Regions from separate parts of the Sus scrofa genome. Here regions 2 and 3 are each linked to region 1. Evidence: chromatin contacts called from public targeted proximity ligation data. All regions are on one chromosome and are shown on one strand. The core of a region is the stretch at or near the end of the contact, and the rest is flanking DNA. Distances in the headings are between cores, read along the strand shown.

What was found.
Region 2: a targeted proximity ligation map of alveolar macrophages shows a contact between it and region 1. A contact is called at or near these places in 1 of 47 Hi-C or Micro-C datasets (retroperitoneal adipose tissue) and 1 of 2 datasets of targeted methods (alveolar macrophages).
Region 3: a targeted proximity ligation map of alveolar macrophages shows a contact between it and region 1. A contact is called at or near these places in 1 of 47 Hi-C or Micro-C datasets (embryonic fibroblasts) and 1 of 2 datasets of targeted methods (alveolar macrophages).

What each region holds. Positions count from the first base shown.
Region 1 is chr5:10,892,232-10,896,057 of Sscrofa11.1, reverse strand. It overlaps NCF4 (neutrophil cytosol factor 4), which reads left to right. Exons shown (of 12, transcript XM_021091535.1): 4 at 3,119-3,203; 5 at 3,681-3,826. Among named protein-coding and RNA genes, the nearest start is that of CSF2RB, 54 kb to the right of the region's middle.
Region 2 is chr5:10,530,955-10,534,780 of Sscrofa11.1, reverse strand. No RefSeq gene overlaps it. Among named protein-coding and RNA genes, the nearest start is that of CYTH4, 11 kb to the right of the region's middle.
Region 3 is chr5:11,247,514-11,251,339 of Sscrofa11.1, reverse strand. It overlaps FOXRED2 (FAD dependent oxidoreductase domain containing 2), which reads right to left. Exons shown (of 8, transcript NM_001244741.1): 8 at 266-525. The coding sequence ends at 266. Among named protein-coding and RNA genes, the nearest start is that of TXN2, 15 kb to the left of the region's middle.

The DNA.
Region 1 (3,826 bases), core at 523-3,022:
GACTGAGGGAGCAGCCTTAGGTTGGGCTCCTACATTGTGCCAGAACTGTTCTGGGCGCTGGGGATGCCGCAGGGAACGGGGGTCCCGCTCTCGTGGGAATCCCTTGTAACTTCCTCCTTCTTGCCTGGCTGGGGCCTTTGCACTGGCCTCTCTCCCTTGCCCCCTGTCCTGAGGCCAACTCTTAATTGCTTCACCCACGGACCACCTGGCACCCCTTCTTCTGGGAAGCCCTCCCTGACCAGCCTCGGTCTGAGGGAGCCTTGCCCCTCTGTATACACAGCAGCCCCGCTTCTCTCTCTGATAAACGTTGCCCCACGTTCGAAGCGTCCACTTGCCAAACCCTCTTGCCCAACGCACAGCCGATTCCATGAGGGACTGTCAAGCGGCCGGGCTCCTGCTGGCGCTCAAAACATCAGAGGCTTTTTCTTCACCACATCTGTGACCATGGAGATTATACAATTGCCGGACGCCTCCACTCGACCACGAGACCCAGGAAAGCGGAGGCCACGTCCTCATGTTCTTAGAATAGTGTCTGAGCTACAGTAGGTGCTGTAGCAGCTGTAGTAGGGTGTGGGGTGTGGGGTTCTTATGATGTAATTACTGTCATTATTATCATTGCCATTTCAGATGGGGAGACCGAGGCTGGGAGGGGCCGGGATATATCTGACCTCGTGCAGCAGGCTGTTGGGAGCTTCAAAGCAGGGCCCGTGCAGCCGTGTTCAGGACTAGAATTCTGGAGCCATATTCTGGCTTCTCGACTTCTTTGGGCAAGTTTGTTAACCTCTCTGAGCCTCCGTTTCCTTGTCTGGAAAAAAACATGACACTCTCGGAAGGGCACCTGGTGCTGGGGCGCTCAGGAAGTCGTTAGCTGAAGTTAGCTATTATTGCCCAGCCCTCCCGAGTCCCCGCTCAGGGCCATTTCTAGCTCTCCGGTTCCTTCCTGCCCCATCCCCAGCCAGCTGCAGGTGAAATCCCCCTAAAATGCACAGTCTTGGGGGAGAAAGTGGAGGAGGAAGCTTCCCCCAAGGGTGTAACCCCGGAACCGTGTGTGGAAAGTGAGTGGCGAGGTTGCCAGAAGCCACCGAGTTGCTCTGGGAGCAATGGGGCTTTCCTCTCCCTGCCCGCTGCCACCCTGAGTCACCTCTCAGCCAGCCCTCCAGAGTCCTGACGTGGCCCAAGAGCCCTGGCAGCCCAGATCACATGGGGACTGGCAGGGCCTGGGACTGGGGGTGTAGCCTTTGAAATCGATATTACGGCCGGCGCTGAGGTTCAGATGTGGCAGGCCCCGCCCCCACTCCCACCCTGTTTCCCAGTTGCTGCAACAGTAAAGTCATGTTTGCTTTCCTTGTTTCCTCATCCGGCCACAAGCGGCTGGATTCCGCAACCCCTAAGCTGCGCCTTCCCCATCTCCTTGGTAGTTTCCCTTCCCGCATGTGTCCCTCTCAGCCCCCTCCTCTGCTCATTCTGATTGCTCTTCTTTGGGGGGGGGTCCTTAACTACCAGTCACAGGGCATATGGTTGGTTCTTACCCTCCCACGAGCTGAGCAACCCCCCCAATCCTTGCTGAACTCCAGAGACACACTGCTTTTGCTGGACTTCAGCCTGGGTACCCAAGAGGCCCCTCAAATTAGCATCCCCAAATGGAGTCCCTCAGCTGGGCTCCCCTCCCACCCATCCTGGTCAGAATATGGGTAACATGTGGGTGTCAGTCTTGACACTGCCCTTTCTTTCACCTCTGCATCCAAACAGTCCCCAAACCCTACTGGCCGTAACTCTAGAGTGACTCACAGATCAGTAATGTGTCTGTCAGAAATGCATAAGGCCGCAGACAGAAGAGGAACTGAGAGTGGCTGAAACAGGCGTTTATGCTTTCACATAACAAGAAGTCCAGAGGTCGGCCACAGCTGTTTTGCGGCTCTCTGACTTCAAGACCAGCATCCCAGAGTCCTGTGAGCCTTCTCATGATATGCCTCCTGGATGCAATATGGCTGCTGCAGGTCCGAAGTCACACCTGCTTTCCAGGGAGGCAGAAGGGAAAGGGGGAGGAGACCATGATGGCCTTGTCCATCCCTCTGGATCAGGAGAGCAAGCACAGTCCCAGAGGGTCTTACGGCAGAGTTCCTCTTATGAACTGGTCACGTGGCTGCTCCTAGCTGCACGGAAGGCTGGGAAACAGCAATGGGATAATTATGTTTGGCTCAGACCAATAGTGATCTGTCACCACGGGGCTGGACCTTGTCACCCTGAAAAGAATTGGAGCTTGATTAGCAAGAAGCAGCAGCTCACACGAAAATGGAACAGTGTCTGCCAAGGGCGATGTCCCTTGTGTCTGTCCTCTCCTGTCCCCGCTGTCTGGCCCGGGTCCGCATCAGCTCTCGGCTGGACCACTTCAGGGCCTCCCAATGGGGCCCTGTCCCTTCAGTCTCTGCCCTCCTGTTCCTCTCCACTCAGCTGCCCGAGTTGGTCTCCTTAAGCCAAGATCCTGTTGTGTTTTCACTCTCTTCTGAACACTTATGTGGATCCCTATTGCCTGTAAAATTCCTGAGCTCGGCACTGGAGACCCTCCTCAGCCTGGCCTCAGCCACCTATTCAGTCTCTGATCACAACAGACTCCAGCCAACACTAGACCTGGGCCTCAGACCCTTGGCACATTCTGTTCCCTCTGCCCGGAAGGCCCTTCCTCCATCCTACCTAATGGACTCCTATTTAGTCCATCTAGATCTGGCCCAAAGGTCACCTCCTCTGTGAGGGTTTCCCCGACCAGGGCGTAATGAGCCCTTCTCCCTGGGAGGCGTGTGTCAACTTCCTTTACACCTGTGACCCAGGGCCTAGAACAGGCTCTGGTATGTTAGGGGTGCCGGATGCCCTGTTTCCGGATGAATAAAACAGTTGCAAAGCGATTTGCTGGACTCTAATACGGCTGTTGATATGTGGCCCTGTCTCCAAATGCCTTGGATCTCAAGGTCAGGTCTGTAGCGGGATCTGGCACAGGTGGGTGTTGAAGGGGAAGTTGCAGATACATTGGTTCACTCGGCACGGGGTCTCATATCCAGGGGCCACCAAACACAGCAGAGGTGATACCAGGATTTGATTTCTCTTCTCCTCCTGCCTCCCTCAGCGACTTCGCCCAGCTTCCTGACGACATTGCCGTCTCAGCCAACATCGCGGACATCGAGGAGAAGAGAGGCTTCACCAGCCACTTTGTAAGAGAGACCCGTCAGCCTTCGCCTCTGACCTCTGAACCTTTACCCTCTGATCTCTGAGCCTCCAACGCTCTCATCTCTTCACTTCTATCCCAGTGGTTCTCAACAGGGCCATTGTGCCCACCAGGAGACGCTTGGCAGTAAATATCTTGAGACACATGATTTTTACGACTTGGGGTGGGGCGTCTAGTGCATGGGGTCCAGGATTGTTGCTTCACGCAGCACAATGGCAGTCCCCACGACAGAGAATTACCTGGCCCCAAATGTAATACCGACATCGAGAAATTCTGCCCTGTCTCTAGGGCCTCTGGACCTGCCCGCTTCTCCGGCCCTGGCCTTCGAGGCCCCGCCCCTGGCATTCGAGGCCCCGCCCCTGGCCTGCGAGGCCCCGCCCCCTGGCCTTGGTCCCACCCCCTGGCCTGCGAGGCCCCGCCCCCTGGCCTGCGAGGCCCCACCCTAGGCCTCTGTCCTCCTTAGGTTTTCGTCATCGAGGTGAAGACGAAAGGGGGGTGCAAGTACCTCATTTACCGTCGCTACCGCCAGTTCTACGCCTTGCAGAGCAAACTGGAGGAGCGCTTCGGGCCGGAGAGCAAGACCAGCCCCTTCACCTGCGTCCTGCCCAC
Region 2 (3,826 bases), core at 486-2,985, 360 kb after region 1:
GCTGTGGTGTAGGCCAGCAGCCATAGCTCTGATTCATCCCCGAGCCTGAGACCCTCCATATGCCATAGGTGTGCCCCCCCCCAAAAAAAAGACACACATATAAAAAAAGAAGAGTATTGGGGAAATAACAATTAAAACAAGACAAAAAAAACCAAAAAAAAAAAAAGAAGAAGGGAACTAAACTGATGCCCAGGGTCCCACTTGGATGACTGGGGGGGTGCCAAGTGCTGAGCTGGAGAAGCCTGAGGGACCAGCTGGGGACCCACCGAGTTGATGAGACACCGATGGTGCTGTCGGGTAGGAAACTGGAGGTGTCAGTCAGGAATCGGAACGGAGCTGCGGGCGCAAGTGTCCCTTTGAGGACGTGGGTCCTGAGCAATATGGAAAGAGATATGGGGACAGGCCCTGGAGGAAGCCAGGCCTCCTACACGCCACCCTATCTGTGGCCCCAGGGCCCAGCGCGCCGTTTGGCCCGAGGAAGAGCAGCAGGTGGTATTTTCCAAAGGTGGCGGCACCAACCTCTCCCATCCCACATGCTCTTCCTACGAAGGGACCCTGTGACAGAGGTGACACTAAGAGACTTCTGAGGCCAGGTTGTAAAAGTCAGCTGTTCCCACCGGGCTTTCTCTCGGCCCACGTACCATGGCTTCCTAGGCTGCAGGCTACCTGGTCGCTGCCATGCTGGAGGGGCCACGTGGAGAGGCCACAGGCAGATGCCAAGGTCCAGAGGTTCAAGCCCCCAGACCTGCTACCAAAGATGCAAGAGAACGAGCCTGCAGAGGTCCCAGGCCCAGTCTTGGGCCACCCCGGTTGACAGCAAGTGGAGTCGAGACCAGCTATTCCCACTGAGCCCTGCCTAATTGAGCCCTGCCTAGACTGAAGCTTTGCAGGCAAAATAGATGTGGTTGAGATCCACTAAGAAGCTGGGGGTGGTTTGTTAAGAGCAGAACAGACATGCACATCATAAGTATGTGTTGAATGAACATTTCAGGACATGCAGAGAAAGGGGAGCCTGCAGAGGAGACCTCGAAGTGGTCAGGAGGGCGGAAGGAATCAGAGAGTGTGAGTGAGTGGCCCAAGGGTACACAGCAGGCTGGTGGCCAAAACTTTAAGTCTGGTCTCCCCTGACCACTCTACTTGGATTTTGCCTGAGGGTTTTTTGGGGTTTTGTTTTGTTTTGTTTTGACGTTTTAGGTCCGCACCCACGGCATGTGGAAGTTCCCAGGCTAGGGGTTCGAATAGGAGCTACAGCTGCCGGCTTATGTCACAGCCACAGCAATGCGGGTATGAAGCTGCGACTGCAACCTACACCACAGCTCACGGCACTGCCAGATCCCTGACCCACTGAGCGAGGCCAGGGTTCGAACCTGCATCCTCATGGATACTAGATTCCATGGCACCAGATGGGAACTCCCTGAGATTTTTATTCTATCTTCCTTCCTTCTTCCCTTCCTTCCTTTCCTCTTTTTTTTTTTTCCTTTCTTTCTTTTATAATGAGAATCTGTATGTCCCAGACTATCGCCCATATATATGAGAAGCTAAGAATATGGAAGTAGAAGAATCAGGACGGGGAGAAAATATGCCTAAGGATGCTGCAGCTGAGCTTCAGATTTGCCTGAGCTTCCTGGCAGCTGGAGTAAAAAGGGAAACAGGGCAAGTTATTCAGTTCTCCTTACTGGAAAAGGGGAAACAGGCCAGTACCATGGTCAGATGCATTTTCCTAATACCACGCTGGAGGAAATCTCTCATATGTTCCTGATGTAAGGAGCGCTGGATGATATCACGCCTTCAGTAGAAAACACAGAAGTGGTTTCTTGATTTCTTGTCACAACTTCTTTGCTAAAGGCTGACTCCAGAGCTCTGAAGCCCCACGTATGTTCTGACACCGTTGCAGAGAAAGGGGGACAATATCTCCCTTGCTGGGGTCACAGGCCTCTGAGAATTGACTTAAAATAATGATTTCAGGGAGTTCCCATTGTGGCTCAATGGAAGTAAATCCGACTAGTATCCATGAGCACAAGGGTTCGATCTCCGGCCTCTCATAGTGGGTTAAGGATCCAGCGTTGCCGTGAGCTTGGTGTAAATCGCAGCTGCAGCTCGGATCTGGCGTTGCTGTGGCTGTGGTGAAGGCAGCTATAGCTCTGATTCTGCCCCTAGCCTGGGAATTTCCATATGCTGCAAGTGTGGCCCTAAAAAGCAAAAATAAAATAAAATAGAATAAAATAGAATAAAATAAAATAAAATAAAATAAAATAAAATAAAATAAAATAAAATAAAATAAAATAAAATAAAATAAAATAATAAAGTAATGATTTCAGGTCCCTGCATCAGAGGATGGACTCAGGATCTTGCCGTTTGTATCTTAATAGGCTCCCAGGGGGGCCCTCCAGGTTTAGGGGGGGTCCCCTGCCTAAGAGAATCTTTCCTAAATCCCAAGGAAACAGACACTAAACAAGGGCTTACTGTCTGCCAGGGCCTGGAACACTTTGGAACCATAAGCCTTGGAGAGACTGACAAGGGACCAACGGCTGCTCCACTGAGGCCACTCCACTCCAGGCCGGACACTTGACCGCCACGCCCTCTAATCCTCACGTGCCCTCCGAACTATCCCCACTTTACAGATGAGAATGCTGAGTCCAGGAGGCTGCGGCCATAGGTGGAGGCACCGAGGTTCAAAGCCAGAACCCGCTGAACTACAGGCTGACACCAGCAAGAGGCTGATGCTCGCAGGTGAAACACACAACAGCCTTGACAACACAGCTTGAACCTCACTGGTGATAGTGTCACATTCATTCCTTCCAAGAAGCATGCACTGAATACCTGCTGCAGGACAAGCCTGTGCTCTGTGCCTCCCTTCGAAGCAGCAGGGAACCAAACCAACCCAGTGCATTAACTTATATGCTAACTGCATTTCCTTATTTTCTGCCTTTTTTTTTTTCTTTTTAGGGCTGCACCTGAGCATATGGAAGTTCCCAGTCTGGGGGTCGAATCGGAGCTGCAGCTGCCAGCCTATACCACAGCCACAGCAACCTGGGACCTAAGCCGCCTCTTCGACCTACTCTAGAGCTCACAGCAACACTGGATTCTTAACCCACTGAGTGAGGCCAGGGATTGAACCTGTGTCCTCATGGATACTAGATGGGTTTGTTACCACTGAACCATGACGGGAGCTCCCTTTCTGCATTCTTGAGACTCTGGCATCTGGGGCTTGACTGCTGGGAAGGGGCTGCCCCCCACCCCCACCAGAGTTATCCAGAGCTGGTAAATGAAGGTGGCTGTTGAAGTTCCCGTCGTGGCTCAGTGGTTAACAAACCCGACAGGTATCCATGAGGACTCGAGTTCAATCCCTGGCCTCGCTCAGTGGGTTAAGGATCCAGCATTGCCGTGAGCTGTGGTGTAGGTCGCAGACATGGCTCAGATCCCGAGTTGCTGTGGCTGTGGTGTAGGCTGGCAGCTGCAGCTCCAAATCGACCGCTCGCCTGGGAACCTCCATATGCTGTATGTGTGGCCCTTAAAAAAAGAAGGTGGCTGCAAGCATGAATTCCAAACCCACCAATCTTGAGCCCATATCCCTACTTGCTTCCTCTCTCTGGCTTATATTCCAGCAGGCAATAGTCATTTCTAAACAACTGGGAGCCACCCTATTGCCCAGAGCCAGCCAAGATTATTCCAATGAGCCAATCCCAAGCCTGCTCAGTGCTTACCTTGCCTCGCCCATCCCTTCCCCAGAAAACCACAGTAAAGGCTCTTGTCCATGCCCTCCCCTCACTCTTCTGCCTCCTGGCTGGCCCTGGTGCATCCCCGTGTGGCCCGGCATGGCCTGCCA
Region 3 (3,826 bases), core at 655-3,154, 360 kb before region 1:
GCCTGGTGCTCCGGGCCCGTGTATTTTTAGACAAGTAGTCTGGCAGGGCAGGCGGCTCCCTTCCTTCTGGTAGAAGACGCCTTCTCTGGACCACAGGAGGGGAGATTACCGCATGGCCATCGCTCAGTCCTTACGTGTCCTCCGTGTGGCTTTGCTGTGGTCACTGCGATGACGGAGTGGTCTTTGGCAATCGTGTCGGTGGGAGCGTGGAACCTTGAGGAAAGGGGAGGGCTGACCGTGGGCCTGGGTGGGAGAAGCCTGGCCGTCAGAGCTCCTCCTTGTTGCTGTCCAAGGCCTGGACTGGAGGCCCTGGAGCCAGAGTGTAGCCTCCCGGCCCATGGTCATCAGGCTGCTGGCTGCTGTCCTGCCAGGGCCAGCCCTCAGCGGCATAGTCCTGCAGGAGCCCGCTCTCCACTCCGTGCCGTCGCAGGCTCTCGGTCCCCACCAGGCCCTGTGTTCTCAGGTACCCCTGCTGGCAGAAGGGCGGCAGCTTCTGGCGAGTTAGGGCAAACAGGAAGCAGGACTCTACACAAAAGCAAAAGGAGAAGGGCTGAGAGGTGTGGGGAGGGGGCGGGGGAGGGACTGATGATGCTCTGGGGGCCTCACCTGGTACCTTCCCTCTCTTGAGCCTGGAAGCTGACTTTGCTGGGTAGCTCCCATCTGACTTGGGTAGCTGTGGATTTCGTCCCTTCCTGAGGTTTCAAGAATAGGAGGCTGCCTCCACATTTTGGAACAACAAGGCTCCAAAGGAAAGCAAACCAAAGAGGCAGATCAGCATCCAGAGATGGGGACCTCGCATGATGCTGTGTGAAGAGCCAGCTGCGGTGGGAGCTCAGGCACTCAGGGGCTGCCCCTCAGCTTTCTCTTGTGGAAGCTGGCCCCGTGGGTGGGGAACTCATGGTCTGCCCTGCTCTGAGCTCAGAGTTCCCTGCAGAGCAATATCTGAGTTGCAAATACCGAGTGTAAAGCACTTCCAAGCAAAGTAGAGGAGTTCCCGTTGCGGCTCAGTGGAAATGAATCCATGAGGATGTAGCCATCTGTGAGGATGCAGGTTTGAGCCCTACGTGGGTTAAGAATCCAGCACTGATGGAATTCCATCGTGATTCAGCAGAAATGAATCTGACTAGCATCCAAGAGGACGCAGGTTCAATCCCTGGCCTCGCTCAGTGGGTTAAGGATCCGGCATTGCCATGAGCTGTGGTGTAGGTCACAGACGTGGCTTGGATCTGGCATTGCTATGGCTGTGGGGTAGGCCGGCAGCTGTAGCTCTGATTCGATCCCTAGCCTGGGAACCTCCATATGCCATGGGTGTGGCTCTGAAAGAAAAGAAAAGGAAAAAAAAAAAAAAAAAGAATCCAGCCCTTCTGCAAGCTGTGGTGTAGGTCCCAGATGTGGCTTAGATCCAGTGTTGCCATGGCTGTGGTGTAGGCTGACAGCTGCAGCTCTGATTGGACCCCTAGCCTGGAAAATTTCCATGTGCTGCAGGTGCGGCCATAAAAATAAATAAATAAGTAAATACTGCAGAGAATGTAAAGATAAAACCGGTAAACCCTCATCTTTGCCACAGCAGGAAGTTGGTGTGCAGGTTAATCTGATTAATGACGAAAGAGCTGTGGATATGTATCATTTAGAAATACGTGGAAGTTCCCTTGTGGTGTAGTGGTTAAGGATCCGGCATTGCCATGGGTGCAGCGAGAGAGAGAGAGAGAGAGAGAGAGAGAGAGAGAGAGAGAGAGAGAGAGAGGAAGGAAGGAAGGAAGGAAGGAAGGAAGGAAGGAAGGAAGGAAGGAAGGAAGGACAAGACAAGACAAGACAAGACAAGACAAGACAAGACAAGACAAGACAACCAGAAGAGCTAGAAGTCGTTCTTTCTAGGGGATGGAAAAGGAAGTGGGGAAAAGCCTTTTGGCGAAGTATTTACACAACTTTTGATTTAAAAAGCAGAAGGGGAGTTCCCATCGTGGCGCAGTGGTTAACAATCCAACTAGGAACCATGAGGTTGCGGGTTCGGTCCCTGCCCTTGCTCAGTGGGTTAATGATCCGGCGTTGCCGTGAGCTGTGGTGTAGGTTGCAGACGGGGCTCGGATCCCACGTTGCTGTGGCTCTGACGTAGGCCAAAGACTACAGCTCCGATTAGACCCCTAGCCTGGGAACCTCCATATGCCGTGGGTGCGGTCCAAGAAATAGCAAAAAGACAAAAAAAAAAAAAAAAAAAAAAAAAAAAAAAGCAGAAGGGATGAAACTGATATGGGCTCAGCCTTCTGAGGGATTTAGAGACTGGATGGGAAGATGTCGTGTCTGAAAGCCAACTGGAGTCTTTTTCTCAGTGACCAGGGTACCTTACAGAGGATGTTGCAAGGCTCATGTAAGTGAACAGGCTGTGATACACGAATTTATTTCCAAATTTACCTCTTACAGCACAGAGGGCCCCTGGCAGAATGGGCTGTGACCACCCCCTCTGAACTGGGAAGACAGCAGGTGTGGGAGAGAACAGAGGAGGGGCAGTGAGGTGGCCTCTGGGTAAGCAGCCCTCCTATGACGCATGCCACCCCTTCTGCAGGGCAGAGAAGCCCAGCAGTTCTGGCCAGAACTAGCAACTGCACACCTGCCAAGGAGGTGAAGGGAAGCCCACCGTCTGCCAGCTGGCCCTTTGTGGGAGGATTCTTGCAAGTTCAAGGCAGTGACACTTAGTGGCTTGTACTGCTGGGGATATTTAGGGCGTGGGAGCCAGGAGGCTAAAGAGCTGTGATGATGTAGTTATGGGATCCCTAACTCAGGGAAGGAAAACATTCCCTAACAGGCTCTCGCATCTCTATGCACCCTTGAAACCTTGACAAACAGGCAGGGGTTTCATAGCTGAGGTCTTCAGACCTACAACGTGGAGTTTCACGTCTAAGTGTAGGGTCAGAGTGGATATCTGCAGAATGTACCTCAAAGCTGCTTAGCTCTGCTCTATGAATTTCCTCTGTGTGCGCATCTACATACATTTAGCCTATTACCTTAAAACTATTGGTTTTTTGGTGGGTTTTTTTTTTGGCTGTGCCCACGGCATATGGAAGTTCCTGGGCCAAGGATTGAACCCTCACCAGAGCAGTGACCCAAGCTGCTGCAGTGACAACGCCAGATCCTTAACCTGCTGCACCAAAAGAGGACTCAAACTATTGTTTTAAGGCATCTCCCTCATATATACATTTTTGTTTCAAAGTGGACTGAGGGATGAAAGGACACTAGCTCTCTGACCTACAGGCCAAGGACTCACCACCTCAAGCCCGGTTTGATATGAATAGTGCCTGATAAACAATCACTGTTCAGGCGTTCCCGTCGTGGCTCAGTGGTTAACGAATCCGACTAGGAACCATGAGGTCTCGGATTCGATCCTAGCCTTGTTCAGTGGGTTAAGGATCCGGCGTTGCCGTGAGCTGTGGTGTAGGTTGCAGACGCGGCTCGGATCCTGCATTGCTGTGGCTCTGGCATAGGCTGGCAGCTACAGCTCTGATTCGACCCCTAGCCTGGGAACCTCCATATGCCGCAGGAGCAGCCCAAGAAAATGGCAAAAAGACAAAAAAACAAAAAACAAACAAACAAAAAAACCCAATCACTGTTCAATGGATGTTTGCTGAACAGAAAAAAGAAGGAGATACCCTGGTGATTCAGGGGGTTAAAAAAAAACAGGCAACAATTTGATCAGTTCTCCCTCTGGATCATGAGACTTCTCAAGTCCCTCTTTAAGTGTGTCTTCCAGTTCACCAATTCTCTCTTCATCTCTGTCTAATATGCTACTAACCTTGACACCAAATTTCTGATTACAAATTTATGTTTTTATTTC